Regions from separate parts of the Xenopus tropicalis genome. Here region 1 is linked to region 2. The links are chromatin contacts, called in public Hi-C maps. All regions are on one chromosome and are shown on one strand. The core of a region is the stretch at or near the end of the contact, and the rest is flanking DNA. Distances in the headings are between cores, read along the strand shown. Region 1 has its middle 25 kb from the start of klf11. Region 2 holds the start of taf1b (TATA box-binding protein-associated factor RNA polymerase I subunit B).

Evidence for each region. Hi-C and Micro-C count contacts between places; a contact is called where the count stands out from the background.
Region 1: a Hi-C map of neurula embryo shows a contact between it and region 2, with 5 times the contacts expected there. The contact joins the enhancer-like site here to the promoter of taf1b in region 2. A contact is called at or near these places in 5 of 5 Hi-C or Micro-C datasets (brain, gastrula embryo, liver and 2 more).

What each region holds. Positions count from the first base shown.
Region 1 is chr5:138,114,292-138,117,517 of UCB_Xtro_10.0, reverse strand. No RefSeq gene overlaps it. Among named protein-coding and RNA genes, the nearest start is that of klf11, 25 kb to the left of the region's middle. Within about 2 kb of position 1,402, at least 2 of the 11 cell types and tissues checked have an H3K27ac peak or open chromatin away from gene starts, as enhancers often do. A contact at or near this core is called in neurula embryo, where this site is marked.
Region 2 is chr5:138,009,216-138,012,237 of UCB_Xtro_10.0, reverse strand. It overlaps taf1b (TATA box-binding protein-associated factor RNA polymerase I subunit B), which reads right to left and starts at 1,371. Exons shown (of 15, transcript XM_002938888.5): 1 at 1,189-1,371. The coding sequence starts at 1,206.

The DNA.
Region 1 (3,226 bases), core at 153-2,652, 110 kb before region 2:
TTGTCCAACAGATTAACTCTACTGATATGTATCCTTAACAATTACAGCCAATGGACAGAAGCTTCATTTTCTTGGCACACAGATTTATAAAGTTACCATGGTATCTGTCAATTTATACTGAATAACTGAAAACAAAATATAAAAAATAAAGACTAATTGCAAATTGTTTAAGTGTAAACTACAAACTACAACTTTGCTACTTATACATGTTGTATCTGTAATTCTTGTTCCAATTGTATTAAAGGTGAATTGGTATATTACCTGAGGAGAGGAACCCCTATATTATTCCGGAGACACTAGAAATGTCTGTGAACATTTATATCATCCAGTACCAGTTGGACAGACATCAGAGAGAACCTGGGATTATGGAACACAAATCAGCTATTAAGACAAAGAAAGGTGATCAATGATATTCTGAGACAATTTGCAATTGGTTTTCATTTTTTATTATTTATGGTTTTTCAGTCATTTAGCTTTTTGTTCTGCAGTTCTTCAGGTTGGAATTTCACCAGCTATCTAGTTGCCAGGGTCTTGGTTACCTTAGCAACCAGCCAGTGGTTTGAGTCTGAGACAGGAATATGAATCGAAGGGGGCCTGAATAAAGAGACAAGAAATAAAAAGTAACAATAATAAAATTGTAAGCTTGCAGAGCAATAGTTTTTTAGCTGTCCCCCATTAGACAGCTGCAAATATGTAGAAGAAGAAGAAAAATAGCTCAAAAACTATAGAAAATAAATAAACCAATTGCAAAATTGCTAGGAATAGGACATTCTATAACTCATTAAATCACCCCTTTAACCAAATAAAGATCCAGTTTTTGATGGAGTTGAACATTGAGGTTCTATGACAGGAAGAAAGTTGTATGTCAAGAAGTGGGTCAAATGCCTGGATATTTGGAACACCATGATTTTTAGATATGTTTTGGGTAAATGCTTGTGTTTTAATATTTAGGGGGCTATGTAATAAAATGCGCCAACTTTCTCAAGGAGGAGTAACCTCTAGCAACCAATAAGATTTTTGCTTTTAAACAGCTAACTAGGAAATGCTACCTGCTGACTGGATGATATGGGTTCTGCTCCTTTTGTATACAACCCCCTTTGTATAGTTTTTATCTTATTTATTACAGATGGATTTAGGGATTACAATTATCTGGTGACTGAGTGGACTTCTCATGTTTAAATACATATGTTACAAGTTGGGATACAATTGTAATAACTGTATAAATATGAGACTGGAGAGGATATATCTGTATCATTGTAATATTTATGTGATATTTGGTACTTGCCGTTTTCAATGTGGCCACATGGTGGCAGTGTTTGTTAAGCTTAAGGTGAATAGTGAGCGCTTGGTTGTTTAGCTTGATAGAGGGCTGCTATAGGCCTGAAACATCTCTTTTATGGTCTGAGCCAGTACTGCGTGAAATGGGTTTTTTTCATTCTTTTTATTTCAGGCGCAGTGAGGAACACAACTGAGTCCATGTGACAAGGGCATACAGACACCAAACAGTATAAACCTGACACATCATGTTTAGGAGTCATGGGAAGCTATGTAAGTTCACATACAATGTACCATTATAATATATATATTTGATCAGATAAAGGGCTAAAAGATCAGTGCAAGGTTAATAAGGAATTAGAAAAAAAAGAAGAAAACAGAAACACAATGCAAAGAGGAAAAATGAACAGGAGCTGGCTCTGGGTCCCTTGGCACCCACACCTTCTAATCCATAGACAGGGGGATCTGGCAGCACACTTTCATTCCATGAACTGATTCCAAAGCAATTGTGGATTCAGGTTTTAAGATTAATATAGCTAATCAGCTAATCGGCCCGTGTATGGGCAGAACAGAGCTGCCTGGCCGACCGATATCTGGCCTGAAATTGGCCAGATCTCGATTGGCCAGGTTAGAAAATCCGGTCGGATCGGGGACCGCATTGGCTCGTTGATGCGGTCCCCGAACCGACTGCCCCATAAGCTCAAATGTAATTATTTTTTTTTTAAAGCAGCTTGCTACCCAATATCGCCCACCCGTAGGTGGGGATATCGGGTGAAGATCCGCTCACTTGGCGACATTGCCAAGCAAGAGGATCTTGTAGTGTATGGGCACCTTTAGCCATGTAGTTTTAAGGTGGGAGCTTTCCGTGCAACAAAATTTAATCCATCTTGTAAAACTACTGCCAGAGAACTGGAATAAAGCTATTAATTATTTGCCTAATTTTGTAAAACTGATTACTAAAGGGAGTCAAAAAAGTCGGTAAACGATTGCCACTCTTAATCCTGGTTGCACAAGAACCCTTATTGTTAGCAAGCAAACTTGACACACTCTGTTCGTAGAGCCTTAACAAAAGCTGCAGATAATGACTTCCTATTGTACCCCCGGCTCAAAAATCTGTCACGCAAAGTGTGGGCTGTGCATCCTGCTACTCCTACCTTGTGCCTCAGAATGACATGCAAGGAAAGGCCAGTAGGGGGCGGTGTGCCTACACCTACCCGGTGTGCCTTCAGCTATCTGCACAATGCCCCAATTTGCAGACAAATGGGCAGTTGCAGGCTTTTCTTAGTATTGCGTGTGTCTTTGTGAATGAGCCCTTAAGACTTTTTAAGTAGAGTTTTCATGAGTGCTGTTCATTTTATATAGTCAGGATTTCTGATACCATAATCTTGCTTGTTGGTTCTGACTTTGAAGAGAGTAGGTTTGCTGCCAGTTCCAAGACCCAGCTGGACACACACTTGTATGAATACAGACGCAATAATAGGTGCCTATGATTATATTCACACGAAACGCATCAGGATTTATGAATAAAGCTGTTTGAACCTTCACCGCTGTTCTGGTGCCTGATAAGTGCGTGTCCAGCTGGGTCTTGGATTGGTTATTTTCCCCTCAAGCTGGGGGGTCTGGGACGCTGCACCCAGATCACCAAAAGGGAGCGGTGAGTGACCTGTATATTTTCTAATCACAGAAAGGAATCTAAGTTGGTTGGCCGATTACGGAGAGAAAGGTCTAAGTAAAACGTTGGGGCATGGGCATCTGGACCTCTTTGTGAATTTGGTGAACTTGATATTTTGCTTTAAACCTTTTTAGTGACCAACCTCCAACAAAGGACTGAATTGTGTGAACAGCCAGTGTTTTATTCAGGGTAGATTTTCAATTGAGTTAGGCTAGGAGCCTCCAAATGCATCAATTTAGTGGGTTGCTGCCAGTTCCACCACAGTTCTGGGGGCCTAAA
Region 2 (3,022 bases), core at 122-2,621:
GCACTGCTTTCAAACAATCATTTAATTTTCTCGTCTGATGTATTTTATACTTAATATAAGGCAGCTGGATAGAACTGCTAATGTTTTAAAAAAGAGCAAACAAAAAGGTAGTTATTACCAAACTGACCTCCAAAAAGCTATGGTTTGCCAGGTTAGCATACGTGAATTTGATTGTTTACAGTGTAACCCTTTTGAAATAAAAAATAACAAAAACGGTATAACGGTGATACCTTTATTGGCTAACTAAGATAACCATAGCAAGCTTTCAGAGGTAATCAGCTTGACAAAGGAACTAGAACAGGGGTCGGGAACCTTTTTGGCCGAGAAAGCCATAAACACCACATATTTTAAAATGTAATTCCGTGAGAGCCGTACAATATGTTTGGCCGCGGATGCTGCGGGACAAGGTAGGGTGGGTCCCAATGATACCGGATGCGATGCGGAGGAGGGTGTGGCCTGCGCTCGGCAGATAGAAGACGTGTTCTAAGGCTTAGAACACGTCTATCTGCCGAGCACAGGCCACACCCCCGTTTGTTTTTTTTATTAAAGATTTGGCAGTGAGCCAGATGCAGCCATCAAAAGAGCCCCATCTGGCTCCCGAGCCATAGGTTCCCTACCCCTGAACTAGAATGTTCTGAAAGCTTGCTATAGTTATCTTAGTTAGCCAATAAATGTATCACCTTTATACCACTTTTGTTATTTTTTTATTTCAAAAGGGTTATTCTGTAAACATTTTGACTGACTAACACGGTACATCACCTTTTCGTGAATATGAGTGTGACGCACTATTGTACAAAGTTTGCTGCATGCACTGTAATCCACAAAACCAATTAGCAGATGGCATTTGTTTAATGAAAGCACATCGCTTTTTGGTTGTTAAGGAGTCTAAAGTAAACTTGGCACCTTATTACATATCCAACTGAAAATTAATATAGCATTTCCCATGAGTTACTTCCCCACATGAGGCTATTCCCAAACTATCGCTCTTCTCAATATAGCCATGCATGAAATGCCTCAGCACATCCAATACCCATTAAAGCTTTATACACTTCCACTGCATTTGACACCACACGTAGAAGAAACTCGAGTGGGATGAAAACCCTAATAGAACCAACGCGACTTCTCCTACAACTACGACACGTGACTCGCCGAGCGTCGCCGGGCATGACGTCACACGCCCTTACTCACAGCGTCTTCCTCCTCCATAGTGCGTTACGTGTCCGGGGTCCGCGCTATGAAGGGAAGCTCCGCTAATGGTCAAATTTTGGTGCCGGCGGCGCCGGTAAACTCGCGGTTACAGGACTGTGGATTTTTGTGGCGTCGCGTAGTTTTCGCGTCACTTCCTTTGCCATTTCCTGGCCGCTACTAATAGTCACGTGGTCTGCATGAACCCATCGATTTTGTACCTACACAGTAGAATGTTCCAGCTTTAATGCTGAAAAGCTCTGCACTGTAAAGAGATAATGCCATGGGGTTCAGACGTATTCAGGGTCAGGGAGACATTAAGGAAAGGTTCAGTGTAAATATAAAACTGGGTGAATAGGCTTTGCAAAATAAAGCATGTTTTTAGTATTATTAGCCAGAAATCCTAGTATTATTAGCCAGAAACCTATAAAGGCTGGCAACGGATGTCTTATGTAATAGCCAATAACACTGGATAAATCATGATGTCTTCTACAGCAGGAATTGTTAATCTCAGAGGAAAGTCTTACACTTCGGGGTATATTTATTATGCTGTGTAAAAAGTGGAGTAAAACATCACCGGTGATGTTGTTCATAGCAGCCGATCATATGCTTTGCTTTGGTTTTCTAACTGTTGAAACCTAATTGCTGATTGGTTGCCCTGAGCAACATCACTGGTAATGTTTCACTCCACTTTTTACACAGCATGATAAATATACCCCTAAGTGTGCAATTCTGGCAACAACCAAGTAGACCTGTGCTCCATGCAAGGGTTTATCTCTGGAATCCCAGGCACCTTCTTCAACCCACAGTTGCCCCTCCAGTGCGCCAACCTGCATACCAGGTCCTCTCTGTTTAGGCCCCCAAAGGCCACGGTCTGCTCTCCCTATAGCTGTGCCACGTCTCTCCTCTTTAATCAACCGTCATCTGCCTTTTCTATAGAACAGTTGAAAACCCTTAAAGGTATTTTTCTCCCTGAAATCTTCATTGGAAATCTTACAGAGAGACATCAGCTTTATACCCCTCAGACTTGGCTAACAGGGTAAATAGCACCGTCAAGGACATCTGGACAAAAGATACAATTTTTCTGCAGTTTATCATGTTTCTGGTAACATCAAGACATGATTTACAAAACTTTGTTATGGTAATTTGCACTTTCTGTTGTGCACCCAATATTTTATATTTTATATATTGGGTACGCTTGATAAAGGGTATTGACCCGAAACATGTCGTGTTACCACTACCCACAATAAATGTTTTGCAGTAAACCTGCTGAAGCTTTTTTCCTATTTTTTGGATTGGAACAAAATCACTTATTAACATTGCGCAAAGCTGGTTCCGTCTTAAACCTCTTATGTGGTTGATGGAAAAGGTGGCTCTACAAAATTTTACATTGAGGAGACTGAATACCTATTCAAACAGCACATTTCAAAAATTTCTCTTGAGATTTTTTCTAACACATAGTAACACAGTAATAGGTCAACAGAAAACACTTGTCCATTGAGTCCATCATTTTGGTCTAATGAATGCTGCCTAACTGCTAGGTAATCCAGAGAAAAGTGAAAAAAACACCTGAAGCCTCTATAACAGGGGCCTTTCTTTTTTTTTTTTCTTCTATAATTTTTATTGGTTTATAACAACAAAATAAATGTTTCACGTTACATGAATCAAGTTGCATCTATTTTTTTTCTTATGACAGTTAGATAATGTTGTCTTAATGATACAGGTTATCGCAAAACAGAGTTACAGTTATCATTATCTATCAGCAGTATAGTGTGACATTTCCGAAAAAAGCAATAACCAGTCTATTTCGTATAACAGGGGCCTTTCTGATTTGTGA